2 separate regions of the Mus musculus genome follow, and region 2 is linked to region 1. A link is a contact called in public HiChIP or PLAC-seq data. All regions are on one chromosome and are shown on one strand. The core of a region is the stretch at or near the end of the contact, and the rest is flanking DNA. Distances in the headings are between cores, read along the strand shown.

What was found. HiChIP or PLAC-seq counts read pairs in DNA pulled down with a chosen protein or histone mark.
Region 2: a CTCF HiChIP or PLAC-seq map of the NIH/3T3 cell line shows a contact between it and region 1, with 6 read pairs. The contact joins two enhancer-like sites. A contact is called at or near these places in 1 of 15 datasets of contacts at CTCF or cohesin (the NIH/3T3 cell line), 1 of 484 Hi-C or Micro-C datasets (embryonic fibroblasts) and 1 of 115 datasets of contacts at active chromatin or transcription factors (pancreatic cancer cells).

The regions. Positions count from the first base shown.
Region 1 is chr1:135,856,779-135,864,143 of GRCm38.p6, forward strand. No RefSeq gene overlaps it. Among named protein-coding and RNA genes, the nearest start is that of Tnnt2, 24 kb to the left of the region's middle. Within about 2 kb of position 5,668, at least 59 of the 459 cell types and tissues checked have an H3K27ac peak or open chromatin away from gene starts, as enhancers often do. A contact at or near this core is called in the NIH/3T3 cell line, embryonic fibroblasts and pancreatic cancer cells, where this site is marked.
Region 2 is chr1:136,121,731-136,128,680 of GRCm38.p6, forward strand. Gm15850 (predicted gene 15850) reads right to left here. Exons shown (of 3, transcript NR_046170.1): 3 at 5,989-6,053. Among named protein-coding and RNA genes, the nearest start is that of Gm15850, 6.0 kb to the right of the region's middle. Within about 2 kb of position 5,366, at least 84 of the 459 cell types and tissues checked have an H3K27ac peak or open chromatin away from gene starts, as enhancers often do. A contact at or near this core is called in the NIH/3T3 cell line, embryonic fibroblasts and pancreatic cancer cells, where this site is marked.

The DNA of each region.
Region 1 (7,365 bases), core at 4,418-6,917:
CTTCCCCCTCCCCCATGCGTTCGCATGTGAAGATGTGTGGATATCAGAGAACAGCTTGCAGAAGTCAATTCTCTTCTACTGCGAGGGTTCCAGGGATTCACCTCTGGTCTTCAAACTTGGCGCAAGAACCTTTCCTTGCCGAGTCACCTTGTAGCTCTCTTTACCCCCTTTTTACTCTCTCTTGCCTCTGCAATGCTCTTCTTAACCCCACTGTTTCTCCTTCCCAAGCTCACTCTGCCCATCTCTCTAGGTTGTGGTCAGTCCCTGTTTCTCTGGCCGTATCTTTAGTGCTTCCTTTATGGTTCCCCTGGAGAGACCTCAGACTCTTCCCACCGAGGACTTATCCATGCTGTGATTCCCTGAAGTCAGCTTTGGGCGCCCTGCTCAAGCCTCCCTCCCTGGCTCCACCCACCAGCTCACCTCAGGTTCTCAGCCTCCACCCCAACAGTGACAGGAATTTAAATTGCTCTCAATTGAAGACTCAGGAGAAAAATGTTTCCACACTTGTGCAAAGCACCCAGGCCCTGGGGAGTGGGTGTGTATTTGTCGTCTCCCCATCCCACCCCGCCCCGCCCCTACTCCACCCTGTGGCTCCACATTCAGCCCCGGCCAGGACCGCAGCAGCCACACCTTAAGCTCATGCCAATCTCAAAGTAGTTTCCTCTGAAAAGTCAGGCCTGGGCAACGTAGAACCTGGGCCAGGCAGGGCTGCTCTTAAGGAAAGCAGTGGGCAGGCGGAGGGGTGGGGAGGTTCCCAGACTGAGACCTGCTGAGTTTGTGCTGGGCCAGCAGAACAGAGTGGCAGGTGTGAAGGTCTGTGCAGGATGAATCGTCTCACCTCATCCTCTTCCCACCCACCATGCCCTGCCAACTCCCCAAAGAGGCCGGCAACTGGGATGAACGTTTTTGGGGAATGAACAAAAGTGTTTTTCCTTGAGAAGTTGACTCAAGGGACCCTTTAGTCTGGTGACTTTGGCCCACATAAGGAATGAGGGAGTGAGTGGTGGATTCCCCTGAGGCACAGGGGATAGCTATGAGCTATGGATAATCCCAATAAATAATGTTATTTCCCATGTATTGGGTGTCTGTATTGTGCCAGGCACTGTGTGTTATGTAAACTCTAATTACAATAGCACACAAAGTTAGGTCCTACATAAGTAAACCCATTTTACACACAGAGGAATTGAGCCCCAGAGAGGCTGGGTGACTGACTCATCCTGTGTCACATAGGGCAGGGATTACTTTTATAATGATTGCAGATAGGATCATTTTTATTATGATTTTAATTATTTGCACGACACACTCTCTATATATCTGATGGGGACAAAGAAACATATATTTTCAAGAGGATACTCTGTATTGTAGCCAATAGCTATTTGAATGATTTCTGATTGTGCCAAAGCAAAATACACCATCAATCCTTGTAATGGGAAAATTTTGTGTGAAATAGTGGTACAAATATCAGTTGGAAACCTTGGTCACTCTCTGGCCAGTCAGACGTTAACACTGTTGTCAGTCAGGCCACAGCTTATGAATTAAAGTCCTTTTCTCACTTAGTTGTGGCTGGTGAGTCCCTCTTCTTCTTACGTAGACTGGGCCTTTCTTGCCACCAGAGCCCTAGCTCATTCATAGATCCCCAGGCCTCACCAAACAGATAGAATGGCTATGGAAGTTATTCTCACAGTAGGCAGCTGGTATAGAACTTGATTGGTGGACATCAAATATTAACATGATTGGAATGTATGGTCAAACAGACATTATCTTTTGCAGTTGTCAAGTCCTGTAATAAATCAAAGTGCTAGCTTTTTTATATAACAAACATTTCCATCTTGTAGCTCACAGGCTGCGTGTGTCCCAGGAAAGCGATAGGCGTGACCCACTGCATTTGTAGACAACAGCAGCCTCTCACTCTGCCTAAAGGTGTTCTTGCTTTAGAAGAACGTTTCTCTTAAAAGGTCACGTGGCCAGGCATGATGGCATGCACCTTTAATATCAGCACTCAGGAGGCAGAGGCAGGCTGATCTCCGTGAGTATGAGGCTAGCTTGGTCTACAGAGCAAGTTCCATGATAACTAGGAATACATAGAGAGATGCTGTCTTAAAACAAACAAGCAAAAAAAAAAAAAAAAAAAAAAAAAAGCAGAATGGGTGCGGGGCAGCCCTGGAGAGGTGGCTCAGTGGTTAAGAGCACTTGCTGCCCTTGTAGAGGACCTGAGTTAGGTTCACACACACACATTTATTGAGCACATCCCTATGCCAGCTACTGTCTGGTGATGAGATTACCATGGGAACCGACCAAGACTGAGCTCTACCTTCATAAACCAGGGGAGAGAGCTAATGAGCAGACACTACACCAGTGAAAGCTACAAGGAGATGCTACAAATCATTTATATGTAGTTATACCTGTGTGTGCCTCTGTTTCTAAATGTGAAGAAGAACCCAGAGAAATGGAAAATACTCCGTGTGGATGTGATTTAGCTGAAGGTTTGACGAACAAGCTTCCTTGCAGAGACCTTCATTGGGTTTGGTTCTCAGGACTGTCAGCAGCCAGCCATAGGAAGAGAGTGGAGAGGACGTTTTCAGCAGAAAGAATGGCAGGGAACGTATGTGGGCAAGCTACTGAGAAGAGTCCAGAAAGGATGGGAGAAGAGACCAGGCTAATCCAGGCCAGGCCAGGATCATATCAGTCTTTGTAAATCCTGGGGAAGGACATCATGCATAGTTATTGAGAGTTTTAAGCTAGAATGAAACATACTGGTTTATATGTCTGTCTGTCTGTCTCTGTCTGTCCATCTATCATCTATCTAGCTAGGAATTAGCCTCACCAGTAGTCCATGGTGGTCTCCAACCCCCCACAATCCTCCTGCCTTAGCCTCCTGAGTACTGGGATTACAGATGTGTGCAGCGAGGTTAGCCTGACTTATGCTTAAAAAAAAAAATCACCTTGGTTAGAGAAGGGCCAGAAGGGACACAGGGAGACTGAACAAGTCAGTGATGTGGGCAGGGAGTGGAGTGAGAGAGGAGATGGGTTGGAGAGAGTTAAAATAAAGCCCACAGAATCAGGGAGGAAGTGTGTTTCACCCCCTCCCCTCCCCTCCCTTCCTCTCCCCTCCCCTTCCCTTCCTTCCCTTCCCCTCCTTCATGCTGTTCCCTATAATACCACCCTTCTGCTGGGCAGCTGGGGCCTCAGAAATTGTCCCGCAGTGCTGTTCACCTTGCTTTGTGAGACACGGTCTCTCACTGGCCTAGAACTCACCAACCAAGTGGGCTAGAGTGGCTGCTAGTGAGCCCTAAGTTTCTCTACTTAGGAAAAAGAACAACATACAATTAAGTTTTTCCTTCCTTCCTTCCTTCCTTCCTTCCTTCCTTCCTTCCTTCCTCCTTTCCTCCCTGATTGCCTTGCCTGCTTGACTTCTTTCTCTCTCTCTCTTCCTTCCTTCCTTTCTTCCTTCCTTCCTTCCTTCCTTCCTTCCTTCCTTCCTTTCTTCCTTCCTTCCTTCCTTTCATGCCAAAACAACAACAACAACAACAACCCAAAACCATCTGGATAGCAGTGTACTTAGGAATATAGCTATTCTTAATTATGACACCAGTTCTTTGTGTATCATAGATAGAAACAGGTTTCCCTCCTAACAATACTGTTCTAGGCCACTCTTGAGGTATCCAGAAGTTCCAATTTCCTGCCAAATAGTTCTAGAGTGTGACTATTGCTCAGGGTCTGGGTAAGCAAACTACAACCACAGTGTGTGGCTTGGACCTGGGACTAGGATAGGCTCTGGGTCCCCTGTAGAGCCAGATGATGGAGTTGGACAGAAACAGAATGGACCTGTCCTGTTAGGGGAGACGTGCCTCTCTCATGGTCCAGCAGTGAAAACTTTCCTGATGCCCTATAGACTTGTGAAGGCCATAGTGGGGTCGGGGCCCTGGGACAACTTGCTGAGTCTCTCTTAACTCCAGAGGCCCCAAGAACCCACCCTTGCTCTCAGGGCGGGAGAAAGCAATTAGGAGGGGTTGACTTTGGAGAGCTGAAAGAGACCAGGCAGTGTGACATGGTACCTCTCTTGAAGACGATGGGTACAACACAGTATTGGCCCAGGTCTGGGATCTGGGGAGCTGGTGGGAGACTCTCTAGTCTCTGAAGCTACTGTATGAGACTGGCACTTAGTATTGACCTCTGGACAACATTATGTGCCCCTCCACCCACCCACCCCAGCTCCCTCTGAATCTAGCACGAAGTCAAAGAAACCTGGAGTATCTACACTGGGGTAGCAGTAAGACAGCCACAAAACCAAGGCTTCAGCCCTTCCCCATCCTGGCAGCAGACATGGAAGTGCCTAGCCTCCTCTCTGCTCAACCTGACACCCCCCTCCCCCAATCTAGTCCACGCTGGTCAGAGGAGGAAGAGAAACACTGAATTGCAACTTCAGAACAAGTTTCAGATGGATCAGGGAGCCTTAACAACCCAAGTGTGACCTATGTAGGACCTACAGCTGACAATTGGGGACCTACAGCTGTAACAGACCCCACAGGCCAGCAGGGCGAGGGCCCCCAGAGAGTGAGCACTACAGGGAAGGGTGATGAGACACAGCATGGCCAGCTCCACCTTCTTCGGGTCTTCCCAGCATCACAGGGAGGTGATGCCTGACCACCTAAGCTCGCTCTGCAGGTGTTTCTCTGTCAGTCAGTCAGTTCCTTTCACGCTCCTCTCAGAGCCATTTTTTTCCATCTTGCATGCTGTAGATTCTCCTAGCTCATCTTGTTTCCACAGCATCTTTCCTCTTGACTGCAAGCACAACCAGAGCTTGGATTTGTTCCCTAAGCACAAGGTGTCACTTGGTGACACTCAGGGATGACTTGCTGGGTGTGAGGAATGCTGAATAACTTTCTTTCAGAGTCCGGGCCTCTTGTTGAACAGGTTGCATACACACAGAGTTCTAGAAAAGACAGAGAGCCTTGTAACTCTGAAAGGGAAACAGATTTGGGGCCCCCCAGGTGGGAGTAGCTGGATGTCTGAGGAAGTCCATCTAGGAGAAAGAAGCCAGGCCTACTTCACCAGGAAGGGAGCTTAGCAAAGAGGTTATCATAAGGGAGAGGTTGGGGCGACTGTCATTCCTGAAGCTAGGATGCTCTGGCCTGGCCAGCAGCAACCCGCCCTGCATCCTGCTCACTTGACCAAGGGGAGGGGAGCAGGAGAGGAGAAATCACACGTAGCACAGAACCAGCTTCTTCTGGAGAGTCATTAAAGGCACAGCCATGGCACCAGGCTTCCTGGGTTCAGTGCCTCCTCCCCCTCATATCTGTTGAGTGGCTTTGGCAGCGTTACTATGTCTGGGTTTCTTCCTCCACACAATGGCAATGATAGTAGGAATGACCTCACCAGGTTCTTGTGGGGATTAAATGAGCTTGTGTAAATATCAGTGCTCACAACAGCACATGGTGGAAACATGTGAACATTGGCTGGGATCTTTGGGATCCCGTGGGTCAGAGTGTGTCCTCTGGCCTCCGCTGGCCTTCCTACGGGGTAGTGCTCCCTCGTCCCACACACTTCCTGTAGCTTCCCACAGTTTAGGTCCCCATCTCCTCCCACCCTGCTGGAGCCTTAGGGTGTCTGTGACTAGACCGCTCCTCCCCTCCTCCCCCTTACCAAGGCTGGGACTTACAGGTCATGGGAAGATAGTTCTGGAGGGGTGAGTCAGCTGCTCTGCCTCGCCTCCTGCTGTGTGTGGCCAACCAGCTACAGGAGGTAAAAGTTAGGCGTTGATGACACTCCCATCTCCCAACAGGATGGTGTTGGTTTCTTTGGAGGAGAGGAACAGAGAGTCCAGTCATACCTGTCGTCTAAGGAGTCAGTGCTGACCCTGGCAATAGACTCCAGTCCCTGTTTCAGCACTGTCTGTCCCAGGGTGGGCCCGTGAGAGACCTCACCAATTACCGAATGTTGGTGTCCATTTTCCAGTCATTCCACGTGTCTCACACTCTAGCCCTGACTGTAAAGTCTAGGTCTCCACAAGACCCTGGCTTTCTTGACATCTCAGCTACCTGAACCCAGGTCCCTTTCACATCACCCTGTAGCCCTAACTCTGACTTCTTCTGCCTCTCCTACCCACACCACTCCCTCAAATCAGCCTGCCACTCCAGGAATCCTTCGGGGATTGACTGGGAGCTTGCTATTCAAAGGGTGGTCCTCTGATGATGGCTTGGTGAGAGTTTTAATCCCTGAAAAGACAGAGTCTGGGGACATGTGTTAGATGGTACCAAAGGACCGGTGATAGAGACAGCATCTCAAATTCCATACGTAACAGAGAAGGCTGTGTGCCTGACGTTCAAAGCCTACTCCTATATGAGCTTGTGTACGTGGCCGGCAAAGGGCTGGACATGCCGAGAGCCCTCTTACAAGTCCTGCCTCTGACACAGTCTTAGCAGAGGCAGATCCATTGTTGTGTCCTGATTTGCCATGGTATGTTCCGGAGGCTTTGGTTTAGGATATGAAACCTCTCTCCACATGCAAGCTTAAACAGTCTGAGGTTGTAGCCCAAACTGGCTCTTTGGCCAGTGTTCTGTTAAAAAGTGTTCTGCAGAGGCTCGTGGGGAGGCTGTGTGTTGTCTCTCTTTCGATGTTATCTGCCCAGACAATATCTCAGGACATTAAAGTTTCTGAAAATCTCAAGTGAAGAAAATGACTTCCCTCATTGTTCAGAGCTTCCAAAATGTTGACCTTGTCACTGAGCATCCCTGAGCCTGTGCCAATGACATCAGGACACTTTAATTCCTTTACTCCCACGCCCACACACCAATGGCTAAGGTTCTTGTTGGAGGTGTTTTGAACTCTGACAGACCCTTGCACTCATCTCCCAGGAGGGTTAGTAGTATTTGAGGGAGGTCAACACACACACACACACACACACACACACACACACATCTCCATTTCTCTTTTATTTTGAATCTCAACTGTTCTGCATTCCGGCGAGTACTCCAGCCTGTGTTGATGTTGGAGTCTCTGCTGCAGGAGATAAGACTGCTTCTATGGACTGACGGCCATTGGAAAGGAAGGTGTGGTCCATCCCGAAGGAGCATGGTTCACACGGGGGAAATTCCATTTGCCTTGCCCACCTGGAAAGTATGTAGTGACAGGGATTTCTAGCCAACCCCTGGACTGGCTTTTGCTGACTTTGTGGTTGGATGTGAGGTGGAACTGGCAGGGTTGGTTCTGATAGCCTGACTCATGGCTTCTGGAACCACCACCCCCCCCCGCCACTAGCAGCTTGGTTGAGGAGGCTGGGCCAGGGAAGTTCTGGGAACCTGCAAGAACGCAATACTGAGAGCGTTTCTCTCCCTAGCCAGTGAGATGGGGCCAAAGTCTGGGGTT
Region 2 (6,950 bases), core at 4,116-6,615, 260 kb after region 1:
GACAGTTCTCTTTATTTTGCAACTGTGACACCGAGATCTCTGACCTAAGTCTGTGCAGCTACCAAGAGGCCCAGAAGGGAGCTAAACCTAGGCCTTTTGGCACTGCATTCCATGTTCTTAACGGATACACTATTTGTCAGGTCTACACTACCCTCCTATCCTGACTGACAGCTACAGGTGTACACAGGCCCGGAGAAACTAAGTCTTCGTCCCTTTGAAAAGTTCAAGCAATTTCCTATCGAGATATACAATGTTCTAATTCATCGTGTGCAAATCCCGTCCTCTACCGGGCTTCACCTCACCTGATGAGTGGTTTCCATCAGAGGAAAGGATGACGGAGGAACGGTGCTGAGTGAGCAGGTTTCAGCTAAAACAGACGTCCCCTTAGGAGGACCACCTAACAGAGTCCATGTACCATAGGGACAGGGGGCCCTTCTGTCACTGGGAGGCACCAACGTTCTTGACAGTTCCGTGCAGATTTGGTACCCAGCTGCTGAGTGGGGACTGTGCCAGAGGGGCAGGAGTGCCATTTGCAGGAGAAGTGGGCACAAAATGCACGCAAAGACTGCAGAGATGAGGGGAGCCTCTCCCATAGGACGGTGCAGAGCTCAGAGCCTCCATGGAAAATCCAGAAAAAGTGTGCTCAGGTGCCATCCCATCAAAGTCACAAGAGCTCTCGCCTCTGGCCCTGGGGCCTGCTCTGAACAGGGCCTGCTCTTTCAGGGTTTATTTATTGTGGTGATAGGGATTGAATCCAGGGCCCTGTACATGCTAAGAAAGGATTCTACCACTGAATTACTCGCCAGCCCCATCACCTGCTTTTTGGAAAGGAGAGAAATGACCCTACTAAAGTTGTTAAAGCAACCTTGGAAACTGAGTCTTACCCAGTGACTGCTGTGTCACATGAGGGTCAGGGAGTTGACATTGCTCTGTCAAGTCTAGTTCAGCTTAGCCTTGGGGTACAGATGTAACTGTGCAAGGCTCGTGTCTTAGTAAGTTTCCATTGCTGCGATGAGACACCATAGCTAAAGCAACTTGGGGAGGGAAGGGTTTATTTGGCTTCCAAATGTAGGAGATGCCGGCTCCTGGAGCTGACCTGGACTCCCCACCAGGTGTCTTACAGAGACTGTCCCCTGCTCTTCCCAGCCTTGGGCTGACCGCTCAAGAATCCTGGGTGGCATCACAGCATGCTCCTGTTGCTGGCCTTTGTTCTGAAGCTGTTCACACCTGTTCTGACCACCCAGAACTGCCTGGATGCCAGCTCACCAAGATGAACTTCCTGTGCAAAGCATTCTGATTGTTTTGTGTTGATTTCATTTTTGAGACAAGGTCTGCCTATGTCACACTTCCTAAGTTTCAAACTTCCTCCCCTTAGTATCCAAGTACTGGGATTGCAGGCATGCCCCTCTCACCGGCTCTATTGCAGGCATGCCCCTCTCACCGTCTCTATTGCAGACATGCCTCTCTCACCGGCTCTATTGCAGGCAGGCCCCTCTCACCGTCTCTTCTATGTGTGTGTGTGGGGGGGGGGGCAAAGACTCACTCAGACTGAAAACATATGATTTGATGTTACCACGCCCTACCCCCATCACCCACCTCTAGCACCAGGGACCCACATCAGCCCAGGGGTAGGGAGCTATGACCAAGGCTTCTTCCTCTGGGCCTTTTCTTTTTTATTTTATCTCGTTTTGTTATTGTTTAAGACAGCGTTTCTCTGTGTAGCCCTGGAACTCACTTTATATAGCCCAGGCTGGCCTTGAACTCCCAGACCCTCCTGCCTCTGCCTCCCAAGTGCTGGAATTAAAGGCGTGAAGCACTGCCACTGGCCCTCTGGGCTTTTTCTAATTTTGTTTATGACTTAAGCTCTTTGCTCCACTCAGTCTGAGCCTTCCTTTTGGATTCTCCAACTTACTTTGGAGATTACAGAGCAGAGAGGAGAAGAAAGGTCTTTTCAGCCTTCTCTGCATCCTCCCTTGACCTTCCTGACACTGATTCTGCTTAAGGCAATGTATTCTCTGTCTGCTGCTTCAAGTTTCAGAAAACAAGGCGCTAAGGAGGGACACAGGCAAACGTTTTAAGAGTTATGTCACTTCAGGCCAACTTGACTTTCAGAGTCAAAAGGTCCCTTGAACTGTTCCTAGCGTGGGCCAGGAGATCCAGCACACACTACTTGAGGACTGACATCGACCACTGTCCAGTGACGTCCTGAGGCTGGCTGGGTTTCTGGAGAGCTGGCGCCATCGAGGTTAACTTAGAATGTAAAGTGTTAAGTGCTTCTTTGCTGGCAATTTTCTGGGTAGGGCCTGGCTCAGGCAAATGTCTCCCGGAGCTAAGGAAATGATGCGTCCAGAGAGACGGAGAATCAATAACTCAAGGACAGGAGTGGCCTTTGCGAACTTCATCAGCGGGGAAGTGCTGTCTGTGGAGGAGGGGCGAGCCCCTCTGGAGATCCATCTTGGAGGCTTGCTGTGTATCCTCAGCTCTCTGGGCCTTTGTTACCTGCCTCGTCTGCTCTCTTTTTCCTCTTCCCTTTCCTGGTTTGCCCTGACTGACCGCCTCTTGATGCTCCTCTTGGCATCCCTCTCCTGTTCTATGCCATGTTCTCTGTCACTGCCTCCCTCTGGTGGGTGGGTGGGGGGTGGCCTTTGAGCCCTATAACATGTGGCGCAAGGGAGAGAGTTCCTCAGGGGCTGAGAACTGCTGTCCTCTGTCTCTATGACCCCAGATAAGCCAACCAATCTGCACTTCTGTGCAAAGCGGAAGCTGAAGCAAGCTACCTTTTAAAAATAGCTCCATTGGGCTGGAGAGATCGCTTTGTTGGTAAAGTGCTTGGATAAGCATGAAGATTTGAGTTTAGATTCCCCGTGCCCATGTGGAAAGCTGGGTACTATGACTATGGCCCACGTAGGTGGGCTAGGAAAGTGGGGGGGATGGTGAACGCAGGTGGGTCCCTGTGGCTCACTGGCCAACAGCCTAGCCGAATAGGGTGACCTCAGTTCAATGAGAGACTCTGAGAGCAACTAAGGAAGATACCAGATGATGACCTTTGACCTCTGCAGACAGAGGAGTGCTGTTGAGGTAAAATTAACAGTTAATTGCACATATGTAACACGTACAATGGTTTGCTTTGCCTTACAGAGATACATCCAGAGATCTATGTAAGACCATCTGAAAGACTTTCTTTGTGCGCCTTTGCAGCCCCTCCTGACCTCTTCAGGCCCCCTACCACTCCTATATCCCTCGCTTTGCCAGGCAACCACTGATCTGTTTTCTGACCCGTTAGGGTCACTATATTTTCTAGGCTGTTCCTCTCAGTGAGGTTAGGGAGCATGTGCTATGGTCTGCTTCTTTCCCGGAGTACAGTTGAGATTCATCTACTCTGCATCAGTCATGTACCAGTAGGTCACCCCCTTTCCTTGCTGAATAGGATTCCGTCGTGAGCAGGTCTGTTTCTGTACCCATTCCCTGCCAGTGAGCATTTGGGCCTATAGCAAAAGCTGATGTCATCACCCCCATACACACCCAAAGCAGGCAACTTCCTAGGGTGCTCTACTCGCTTTCATAGCCCATCAGCTGTCAAGGGGCAGATCCAGTCTCTTCCTTCACGGCAGCTCAACACGAGATGGAGTCCCCGTCAGCTTGCTTGGGTTTGAATCGCGCTCTGTGATTGTAGCATGACTTTACTGGATTGCTTTGTGGAGATAATTATTTCTCCTTCCAGGAGCTGGAAGCATTGCATTGCCGCATGAAACTCAAACATTCACCACATGCTCGCTACAACATTCAGAAAAAGTATCCGTTAATATCTTGCCTGTGCCTCTGAGGTCTTTATGCTCTAGAATGGGTTAGTCCTGCAATATCTGAGCAGCAACCATAACCCTTTTTAGCGGCTCTGTTTCATGGAGGAGTAACTAAGTCCCAAGGGAACGATCTTTGAGCTAGAGACAAATGCAGATATGTCCTGATATCCGACCTGGGAATAATTCCGACTGAGATGACTGGTGGGGGCAGAGGGTCCTTAGTGTTTTCCAGTGACTTCTCAGGGTGGTTCCTGAAGACGCCCAGGCAGTAGAACAGCACAGCCAGTGTAGCCATGGGATCCAAAGGGTTAATATTTAGCCGTGTATGTCTTTAATCACCACAACCCAGTGACCAGGAAATTTAGTAAAATCTTAGTCAAATCAGGATGGAGAGAGAGAGAGAGAGAGAGAGAGAGAGAGAGAGAGAGAGAGAGAGAGAGAGAGAGAGAGACTTTCTTCTATCCACCTCTCAATAGCCCAAAATCCAAAGGGGGCTTCTACCTGTATGCAGGCTAGGGCCCTGGAAATCACTTGGGCCTTTTGGCATCTTTATAGATGGGAGATCTCCAGACTCTGCGTCTGCTTTTACCAACTGTGTCAGAGTAGGTTAGGCTATGCCAGGACCACACAGGACCTACACGTTCAGCCGCTGATCACAAGAAAAGTTTATTTCTCATCTATGCTCTGTGAACAGTACAGGTGTGACAGTGGCAGTGCCTCCCAAAGCTTCACTTTTTATTGGTTCAAGTCACATGGTCCCTCACTATCAGAGGAGTAAGGACATGTAGTCCTGAGCCCTGTGCTGGAAAGGCAGAGTTCGGGAAATACAGGAACAGCACACTAATGACTACTACCCTAGCCAAGTGACCTTTGAACCTGTTTCCTCTTTTGAAAAACAGTCACGATAATGGTGTACCCCAGAGATGATTGTGAGGGTTAGGTGAAAACGTGTGTGACACATCCAGCGTGGTTACAGGGTGAGTGAGAACTCTCCCCTTTCAGGGGCCCAGCCCCCAGGGAGGCAGGCCATGGTTACCTGTGTAGGAAAGGGTGCACAAGGCTAAGGCCTCCTCCTGGAAAGCCCAAGGTGCTGCCATGTCATCAGCAGAGGGCAGCTAAGTTCCTGCAGATCTGCCGATCCACCCAGCAGATCTCACGCCAAAGGCTTAGCTGACGAACCTAGAATTCCACTCATGCAGGGCAAGCCTTCTACCACTGAATTCCACCCCGGCCCCTCACTAATGACACCTCATCTTCACAACCTTGTTCTTGCTCACTCCTGAGAGTCCCTCTCCATCTTTTTTTGTAAACCTACCCCTCTGGCCAGACAGAGGTAGAGTCTATTGGAGAAAAGATGGAGAACCCGCAAACAATGTGAAGGACTGAAATCTACTTTGAGGCAAGCACTGGGTGGAATTCTTGATGTGCATCCTCCCTCCCCCCATTGCAACTCCATGATGGTCCTGAGATGAGGACGTGCTCCGTCTCGCTTTGGGATGTGGGAGCTGATGCTGGGCTCGGTTACATCACCGACTTGGGGTTACACAGCTCATCATGTGGATGTGAGTTCTGGATGTGAGCCCAGACCTCCGTGACTCAGAAGATCACAACTCAGCCTCTGGACTGCCTTTCGTTATTTCACTCAGACCAAAGTTTTGTCAGGACTATAAACGCATGACAGGCTGATTTCAGATGTTTAGCCTTGGGGTCTTATCATGCTGCCAGGGGCAGCACAGCAACCGAACTTCCAGTCTTGCAGCTCAGCCCCTGCTTTACCATCCTATGCAACTTCGGACAAATCTCTTTCCCTCTTGGGGCCTCAGTTTCTTCATTCAAAAATAAGATGGCTGAATAATGTGACCTGGGGGGTTCTTTTTGAGTCTAGATGTTGATATGGAGACTGGTGACCATGAGAATGGCCACATCGATACTGTTAGCAGGCACAGCAGAGTAGAAGGGTGGGTAAAGTTACCATGTTTAAGAACCATGTACAGTCAGGTGGTGGTGCTGCATGCTTTTAACCACAGGCTTCAGGAGGCAGAGGCAGGTAGATCTTTGAGTTCAACCCCAGCCTGGTATACAGAGAGACTTTCAGAGTAGCCAGGGCAAAACAGAGAGATCCTGTTTCAAAAAACCAAAACAATCAAACAAAAAGAAACATGTACAATGGGTGTGCCTATGATCCCAGTTCTCTGGATGCTGAGGCAGGAGGATCATGAGTTTTAGTGGTAGCATGTGCTTCACAGAAAGACTCTGCTTTAAGAAGAAAAAAATAGAATGAAGGAGAGAGAGAGAGAGAGAGAGAGAGAGAGAGAGAGAGAGAGAGAGAGAGAGAGAGAGAGAGAGAGAGAGAGAATGTTTGAGGTTACATAGAGTATTAATTAAATCCTAATTATTATTTGAAGCCAAAAATAGAGTTTGTTTTAGGAGTGATGGATGTTTGAAATCCATGGGCAGCTCTCTGCCTTCCTTGCTATTTATAACAGTCTCTGGTTTCCTCTGTGGCCAAGTCTGTCTCCTTCTAAACACAGGAAGTGAGGCTCAGTTCACGTCTGCACTCAGATCTCCTGAGTCTGCAGCTCAATGGATCTTTTTTTGGGGTCCTGAGCTTCTTGCGGGTGGGAAGCGCTGGGCCCTGCTTCTGGCTGGACATTGGAGGTTGGAGCTGGACATCTGCTAAAGGACACTGTTATAGGATAGACTGAGGCCTGCTCCCACAGATCCAAGCGCAGATGCTGGGGTGGGCCTGGGGTTAGAACTCGAGGTCTTGAGCTCTGTATCCACCACCACCATTTTACACTAAGGCTTATTTAGATTTTGCAATGCTGTTCCTGAAGGAGGGGGTAGGGGACACAGAAAGAAGACACAAGTTCAGACCTCCTTTGGGGACATTCCTGGTACCTATAGGAATCCCTTCCATGTTTTTATCTGTTCCCATAGCACTGCTGTTAAAAAAGTGGAATGTGTCTAAGAGAGCTCAGGCCAGATGGCTGCCCCAAGTCACTGCTGGAGTATTTTAACTACAGTTGCGTGGGAGCTTCCTGATTTGGAGGGGGCTCCCCACACCTCCCCGAGGTTCCCATCTGCCCAGACGCCCACAGCTCCTGTCAGGAAAAATGATGGAGGACCCAAGATGCCTGGGGGAAGGAA